Regions from separate parts of the Mus musculus genome. Here region 2 is linked to region 1. The links are chromatin contacts, called in public HiChIP or PLAC-seq maps. All regions are on one chromosome and are shown on one strand. The core of a region is the stretch at or near the end of the contact, and the rest is flanking DNA. Distances in the headings are between cores, read along the strand shown.

Region 1 (3,781 bases), core at 482-2,981:
TTCCTTCCTTTCTTTCTTTCTCTCTCTCTCTCTTTCTTTCTTTCTTTCTTTCTTTCTTTCTTTCTTTCTTTCTTTCTTTCTTTCTTTCTTTCTTTCTTTAAGATTTATTTATTTCATGTATGTGGGTACACTGTCACTGTCTTCAGACAACCCAGAAGATGGGATTGGATCCCATTACAGATGGTTGTGAGCCACCATGTAGTTGCTGGGAATTGAACTCAGAACCTCTGGAAGAGCAGTCAGTGCTCTTAACAGCTGAGCCATCTTTCCAGCCTGGTACATTCTTTTAACGCCAGCATTCTGGAGGCAGAGGTGGGCGGAGGGTGAGTTCAAGGCCAGCCTGGTCTACAGAGTGAGACCTCAAAACAAAAACAAAAACAAAAAACAAGCAAACAGAAAGAAAGGAAGGAAGGAAGAAAATAAAATGCAGATTTTGAGACTCACTTCCAGAATTTCTCCAGGCCACGCTTTGAAGGCTCTGGTGTTGCTCAGGCTGAGTTAGGGTGGTTCACAAAGCCTGTGTCTGCTTCCTCCAGGGAAAACCTCCCCAGCCGCTTCAAGTTCAAGGAGTACTGCCCCATGGTGTTCCGAAACCTCAGGGAGAGGTTCGGCATCGATGACCAGGACTACCAGGTAGGTACGGAGCTGTCTTGGCACAGCAGGGGGATTCAGAGATGTGGGGGTCAGGAAGCCACAAGATGGGCAGGGGTCAGAGTGTCAGCTGTCCCTGGGCTACTGCATCTCCCTGTCCAAGCTCACGCCTAGTGCCAGCAGACCAGGACTGGTAAGCCTGTAGGAGCCTTAGAGGATGCTCCTGCTTTGGGGGGGTGGGAGGGGGGAGCAGCGGGAGATTGCTGTGTGGGAGCAGCTTTTTGTCAGTCTGACACGCCCAGTCTAGGCTGAAGAACCCTTCCTTGGTAGTTTGACTGAGATAGAGCGTGCATGCAAGGAGGCCTGTTAAAAGCAGGTAAGACAGATTAGCAAAGAAAGGCATCAGGGGTAGCAACCTACATCATCCTACTGCCAAGTTAGAGCACCACTCCTGAGCGTGCCCCCTGTCTTCCCGGTGGTGGGCCGGGGACGGGCGACTGCTGCCTTCAGAGCATGATCCTGTCCTAGAAGCCACTGGCCTATGGGGAATGTCAGTCAGGGCAGCAGAGTCTGACTCAGCAGCCATGGCTCTGCACCGGCTCTACCTTGCGCTTAGAGCCCCTTCTTTTCCTGGCACACAGCCTGCTAGTGAAGGTGGAGATTTCCTTTGCCCTTAAGCAGTGACTTTTTCAGTCACCTGTGCTGATACCACAGCGGGATCAAAAACAAGTGCCTAAACCCCAGAAAGCTCTGTTGTGAACCTGCTAGAATTCACAGGGTCTGGAGATGAGAGCCTTCCCTTCCCCTCCCCCCACTCAGGAGGCCACACAGGCAGCTATTAGTGTCCTGAGGAAGGAGGGGAGAGCACACGCCAGGCTTGCGACGGACCTAAGCCGGAGGAAAGGTCCATGGCTGAGAAGTCCTGAGGTCGCCTCCAGCTCCTCTGCTGAGAGCAAACCCTGAACCCAGTCATAACCTGAATGGAGTCTGCTTTTCTGAAAATGTCTTGCCATTTCTGCCACCCCAAGTGGCTTGGCTCTGTTCCTTCCCCTGTGGTTTGTCCCCTGTCCCTGGGCTGTCTCACCACATCCTCTCCGTGTCTGCATCCTGCCTCTAATAGCCTTTTGGGCACATGACGTGCTCAAGGCTGAAATGAGGGCAACAAGGCTGCTGTTCAGGGAGGGGACGCTTAGCTCATGTGTTCAAAGTGCTCGGGAGTCCCAGATGCTGCACACAAGGCAGGCGGCAGGGCTGTGTATCAATCCTCACCTGGCTTACTGTTACAGGGCCAGGCAGGGAGAGAGGACACCTGGTTGACACAGCCTACTCACCTTTTTTGGGCTGGGGACTTATAGGACAGGCTTCTTTAATTTAGCACCCTTACTACTGAATGCCAGCACTCCCGACCTCTTGGTATTGCTGCCCCTGGGAAGAGAGTGCTGGTTCCCCATGGGGTTGTTGTTGTTATTGTTGTTGTTGTTGCTGTTGCTCATTTGTCTTTTGAGTTTATCATGGAGCTCTGACTAACCAGGCACCTGCTATGTAGACCAGGCTAACCTTGAATTCACAGAGATCCACATGTCTCTATCTCCTGAGTACTGAGATTCAAGATGTGTGTCATCAAACCTGGCCTTTATATTTAAGTCATTTTATTTTTAATTACGGGTGTGTCTGTGTGTGGTATGTGTGAGCCAGTGCCATGGCACTCAGAGCTATCGGATTCCCCTGGAGTAGGAGTTACTGTTATGTGCTGGGAATAGATGTTTCAAACCACTAAGCCATCTCTCCGGCCCCTCCAGAAGGTTTTGTGAGGTTGTATTAAGTGACCAAGAAGGACTTCATGAGATTGGGGAAGGTTGGGCAAAGAACCTCCCTGGGAACAGGTCCCAGCGGGTGTGATTTTAGTAACCTGGGCAGCAGGATCACCCCTGCATCTTACCTCCTGAAGTCCACATGCCCTTGTCTATATACATGTCTCACCCTCTCTGGGCTTCTCTGAGCATAGCGGGGGACAGAGGACGAGAGACGGAAGCACAGGCCCCTCTCATTGCCTTCCGACATGCACAGATGAGGCAGGCCCACCCAAGGGAGGCACTGGCAAGAGAGATGACATCATCCTTTCAAGTGATGGGATCAATACCTAGGAAAGAGGCATCCATGCCCGTGGCTCCCTGAGCTGGGCCTTTTGAATCTTTCCTAAGTTCTGTTACCCAAGAGACTCAGTGGTCCCCTTGGTCTGTCTCCCTGTGTCCCGAGTGTCGAAACTTTAAGCAGCTCGCTTGAGGCCATATTGCTTGTGAGGGTCAAGATGAGAACTCGGTCACCTCACACTGAGGCGGTTCTAGTTTCGAGAGCAGCTCTGGGGGTGAGAACAGACGTGTCACACATCAAACACAGAGCCTCGTCTGAGGTCAAAGGTCGGAGCAGCTCTGGTTATCTGGAGAAGCACTGCAGCCAGGGATATGAACACCCTAAGAAAAAAGGGGCTAGGAGACGTCCACCCTGGGCACCTCTGCCTCGGTGTTTGTCTGTCTGTAGAAGTTCTGAGTTGAAGCCAGGATCTTAGGGATGGAGAGGTAGCTCAGCAGGGGGGTGCTTCTCCAGCATGCACAAAGCCCTGAGTTCACCTCTTAGCACTGTGGGAAAGAGAAGGGAAACAAACAAACAAACAAACAAACAAACAAACAAACAAACTGTGTTTCTCATCAAAATCAATTGCTTCTGTTTGGACCCCTCAGAATTCAGTGACACGCAGTGCACCTATCAACAGTGACAGCCAGGGCAGGTGTGGCACTCGCTTCCTCACCACCTATGACCGGCGTTTCGTCATCAAGACTGTGTCAAGTGAGGATGTGGCCGAGATGCACAACATCCTAAAGAAATACCACCAGGTATGGGGAGGCCCACGCCCGGGCTGTGTAATGCCTGCAGCTATGAGGAGTCACAGGCCTGGGCTGTGGAGAATGGGTTGGGAGAGGGAAAGAGAGAGCTGCAGCAGCAGGGATTGGCGGGGAGGCCAGGTCTACTCTGGTAGTGGCAGGCATTTCCTTGTACATTGGTCCCTTTTCTCATTGCTGTGGCAAAACACCTGACAGAAACAGCTCAGAGAATTAAAAAATTGGGGGCCTATGCGACATCTCAGTGGGCAAGGGTGTTTGCCGCTGATCTGTTAGATACTTTTCTAGTGCTG
Region 2 (3,781 bases), core at 667-3,166, 43 kb after region 1:
AGCACTTCCCAGCCAGGTTCTCATGTAACCCAGACCTTGAACACCAATCCTGCCTCTACCTTCCAAGGGCTAGGACAATGGATGTATGTCGCTACACCCTGTTTATTGCGTGTTGGGGATGGATAGATTCCAGGGCTTCCACACACTGCAGACAAAGGGTCTATCCACTGGGTTAGGTTCATAGCCTCACCTCAGTTTTTGTTTGTTTTGGTTTTCTTTTTTAACGGCTAGGTGAGGTTGAGTCCCCATTGGCCCATGAAAGCAACATTCTTTGCAATGTTCCTCAGGGAGGGAGAGAGCCCAGTGCGCAGTGCCTTTGTAGGGTGGGGTCAGTCTTGCCTGTAAGCAAGGGGGTGTCTACAACAGCCTGCCTAGAGTACCACTATGAATGTGAGCACCACATCTCACAGGAGAACCCTTCAAAGGATGGTGAAGACAGAGGCCCAAGGAGGGGAGAGGCCTTGTCAGGGGCAGAGTGTGCGGAGAGATGAACTAGTGAAAACTAGAAAACCAGCACCCTGCCTAAAGGGCATGGGCATGTACCCACAATCCTCTGGCTGGCATGCCCTTGAAACTGCCCCACCCTCTGGAATATCTGTTCAAAGGCCACAAAGGAAGCCTCCAGAGCTGGATTTATGGTCTCAACCACAGCATGGGAAACAGGACAGAGTTCTCCAGAATGAAAGGGAGAAGCTCCGGCTACAGTGAAGGGCTCCTGTACAGCTGGGATGGCATCGGATGGCAGCAGGCAAGCAGGAAAAGTCACATCCAAGGTGAAAAGAGACCTGGGAGGGGACATCAGGGAAGACTGAACAGAATCCTCCCAGCTGTGAGGACCAAGGCCTGGCACATGGGCTGCTTGGAAGGAGCAGGGCGGGCAGCCTTCGAGGAGACTGAGTCAGCCACAGAGCTGTGGCCCTTCTGTACCTCCTAGGCTCCTGGGGAGGGACATGGACATACACTGACAATGGCCATCCTGATAGTGGTGTCCCTGACCTGTGAGCTGGTTCCTGCCATCGAGCCCCATCCCCCAATTGTATGTATCTCACCTATATACAGAAAGAAGGGAAATGTGGACGGACTGAAAGTCCCCAGGATAGACCATGCTGACCCCAAGCACGTGGAGAGGAGGAGATGGATGTTTGCGTGTCACACTGCCAGGCCTAACCGTTAGCGTCAGAGATCAGGCTGTGTCACATCTAAAGGAAAAGCTACAGGAGTAACTCACCTGATTCTTGCTTCGGCCACATACACACCACCTGTAGGTTTTCCCGGCAACCAGCTCCAATCTGATGGGTGTCTTCTGTGCCACCACTGGCTTGGCTGGGTCTTTGGGGAACCATCGGGCCTATGATCAGGGTGGATGAGTGACTCGGGATGATCCCAAGTCTTGGATATACTTTTAGTTGGCGGGGGGTTCTGTAACTCTTCTTCAAACTCTGGGGCTTGAAATCAGGTGGCTGTCCTCCCCTCAGTGGGAGACCTGGTTCCTTGCCTTCTGCCCTCTGGTCCACCAAACCTTCCCTAGAGCATGCTGGGAGCAAGGGTCTCCCTGTCGCTGTCTTGGATGTAGCTCTTGAGGTTTGGGGAACTGATAGGAGTTGTGCTGAGATTAGACAAGAGGTGTACTCACCAGCCAAGAAGAGATTTCCCGCCTCTGATACGGCTTCGACAAGGCAGGCAGGCAGATATGATTTGGAAACAGAAAAATAAAATCAGTGGGGAAGGAGAGACGCCGGAAGCCCATCAGGGAAGGGAAAGACCACAAGTCAAAGGAGCGTGGGACCTTTTTTTTTTTTTTTTTTTTTTTTTTTAATGGTTGGGAAAAGGTTCAAAGAAGAGGCGCTGCGGATCTTGGCATCTACTCGGGAGCTCCCTCCGGAAAGACTGCCCTGTGGGGACGCGCGGCCGAGGGGTGGAGTCTGACCTGGGCCGGTGGAGGCGGGGCCGAACGGCCAGGGGTCACCAAAGATGGGACGCTCACCCAGACGCCGCGCATGACCACAGCATGCAGGCTCGTCCCCCACGCTGCGCATGGCCGCTCTGCGCGTAGCCGCGTCCGGGTCGCCGCCCTCTCCGCTCCGCCCCCAAGGAAGACACCGCCCAGGCCCGCACAGGATGGGCACGGCCGAGCCGCCCTGGAGTCGGCAGGTGCCACCCTGGCTCTAGAGTTCAAGGCAGTCAGTGTGTATGTGGATCTATCACTCTGCAGGGCTCTGACGTCTGCATCTTCACCTGCACCGCACATTCTGTGCACTCCGGTTTGAACTATTCTTACAAGTACTTGAGAAAAAGGGGTCACTGACCGTATCCTGTCCTCCTCCCTCGGGCCTCCAGTTAGGAACCCATCTCCCTCCCTACAATAAAGCCAGACAAAGCAAGGTCTCTTTGGATTTTCTTTTTTTAGTAAAACATTCTTTTATTAAAAGAACAAGTGCTGTTTACGAACTGCCCTTCGTACAAATAACATCCGTTATACAAAGATACAAGACCCAGGCTATGCACAATTCCAGGCTTGGAGGTCGCAGGGGAACACCGTCTCTTGGGCTGAGGATATAAAGGTTTCAGAAAGAATGAAAAATGAGCCCCTGGGTTTGCAATCTGTGGCTTCCCTTCCTTGCTCCCTTAGGAAGGGTCTGCTACATGGAAACAGGCTGGGATGGAAGGAAGGGAGCCACAGTCCTTCGGGTCTTCAGTCCCAAGTGGGGCTGGAGAAAGTGAACACAGGAGAAAGAGGACGGTCCTCAGTCCCCAACGCTTCAGTAGGTCAAGACAAGGTGGTCTGCTGGGAACTAGACACACCTGTAATCCAGGAGGAAGCGGCTGGAGGGAACAGAGGGACTCCCTGACCCCACCTCCCTCCGTCCTAGCGGGCACCTCTCCCTGGCCCCACCTCCCTCTGTCCTAGTGGGCACCTCTCCCCAGGCACCAGCAGTCTGTTACTCCCTTTGGCCCTCTGCACTCTTGGGATGACTGAGACTAGCAGGGCGGGCCTGTGTCTCTGAAAACAGGTCAGCATTTCCAGGGTGGGAAGAGGAAATGGAACTGGTAGCCTCTTTGGGCTCTCATTTGTCTAGGCCCTTCCTAGGAGTCTAGGGTGGGAACTCCCTGGGTCTTCACACAAGGAAGGGAAGGGATCACCAGCAGTAGACCCAGGAGCTTGAGAGGGACACCCACAAGCTGGGGGATGAGGGAGAGGGGGATGGGACATACAATTTATTTCTTCTCTTAAAGGCAACCCTTAAAGTGTCATTGTCTGTGGAGGATTCGTCAGCTCAGAGCTAAGACAGTCAGTGCTACATAGATACCTTCCCGCCACGGGCACAACCCTACTACACTCACACCACCACACTCACCACACACACAGGGACAGCCAGCCAACCAGCTGCAGCTAAAAGGCTTGACAGTCAGGCAGTTATGACCAGAAGGCCAGGTACAAAGGCTTGTCACTGCTGTTGCTGAGGTCACGTCACTCCTAGGTTTAGAGCAGTAGCCTGTAAAGCCAGCTCCAATGACCCCCTGATCAGCATCCATCAGCCATGACCCAGCCACCCCTGCCCTGGTGGGCACAGGCTCAGCATCTGTCACCCGCTCACCTCTTCTCACTTAGGGTGGTGACATTAAGATCCACTCATGCATTCTGAGACTCCACTTCCGCTCTGCAAACCACATCCTCCCCCTCCCAGATAGAGATGGCCCCAAATCTGCATCCTTTCTCTCCTTCTACCAAGCTCTTTATCAAAAAAAATGGACCAAAGCCAGACATAGTGGCACACACCTT

What was found. HiChIP or PLAC-seq counts read pairs in DNA pulled down with a chosen protein or histone mark.
Region 2: an HNF4G HiChIP or PLAC-seq map of pancreatic cancer cells shows a contact between it and region 1. The contact joins the promoter of Cisd3 here to the enhancer-like site in region 1. A contact is called at or near these places in 7 of 39 promoter capture datasets (the C10 cell line, HPC-7-derived erythroid cells, embryonic stem cells and 4 more), 1 of 15 datasets of contacts at CTCF or cohesin (large pre-B cells), 1 of 484 Hi-C or Micro-C datasets (Th2 cells), 10 of 115 datasets of contacts at active chromatin or transcription factors (CD8 T cells, the HPC-7 cell line, bone marrow-derived macrophages and 4 more) and 4 of 9 other capture datasets (adipose tissue, liver, macrophages and 1 more).

Annotation. Positions count from the first base shown.
Region 1 is chr11:97,726,406-97,730,186 of GRCm38.p6, reverse strand. It overlaps Pip4k2b (phosphatidylinositol-5-phosphate 4-kinase, type II, beta), which reads left to right. Exons shown (of 10, transcript NM_054051.1): 3 at 537-633; 4 at 3,330-3,482. Among named protein-coding and RNA genes, the nearest start is that of Pip4k2b, 16 kb to the left of the region's middle. Within about 2 kb of position 1,731, at least 128 of the 459 cell types and tissues checked have an H3K27ac peak or open chromatin away from gene starts, as enhancers often do. A contact at or near this core is called in CD8 T cells, the HPC-7 cell line, Th2 cells and 4 more, where this site is marked.
Region 2 is chr11:97,684,068-97,687,848 of GRCm38.p6, reverse strand. Cisd3 (CDGSH iron sulfur domain 3) reads right to left here and starts at 1,916. Exons shown (of 3, transcript NM_001085500.3): 1 at 1,634-1,916; 2 at 1,229-1,348. The coding sequence starts at 1,747. It overlaps Mllt6 (myeloid/lymphoid or mixed-lineage leukemia; translocated to, 6), which reads right to left. Exons shown (of 20, transcript NM_139311.2): 20 at 2,391-3,781.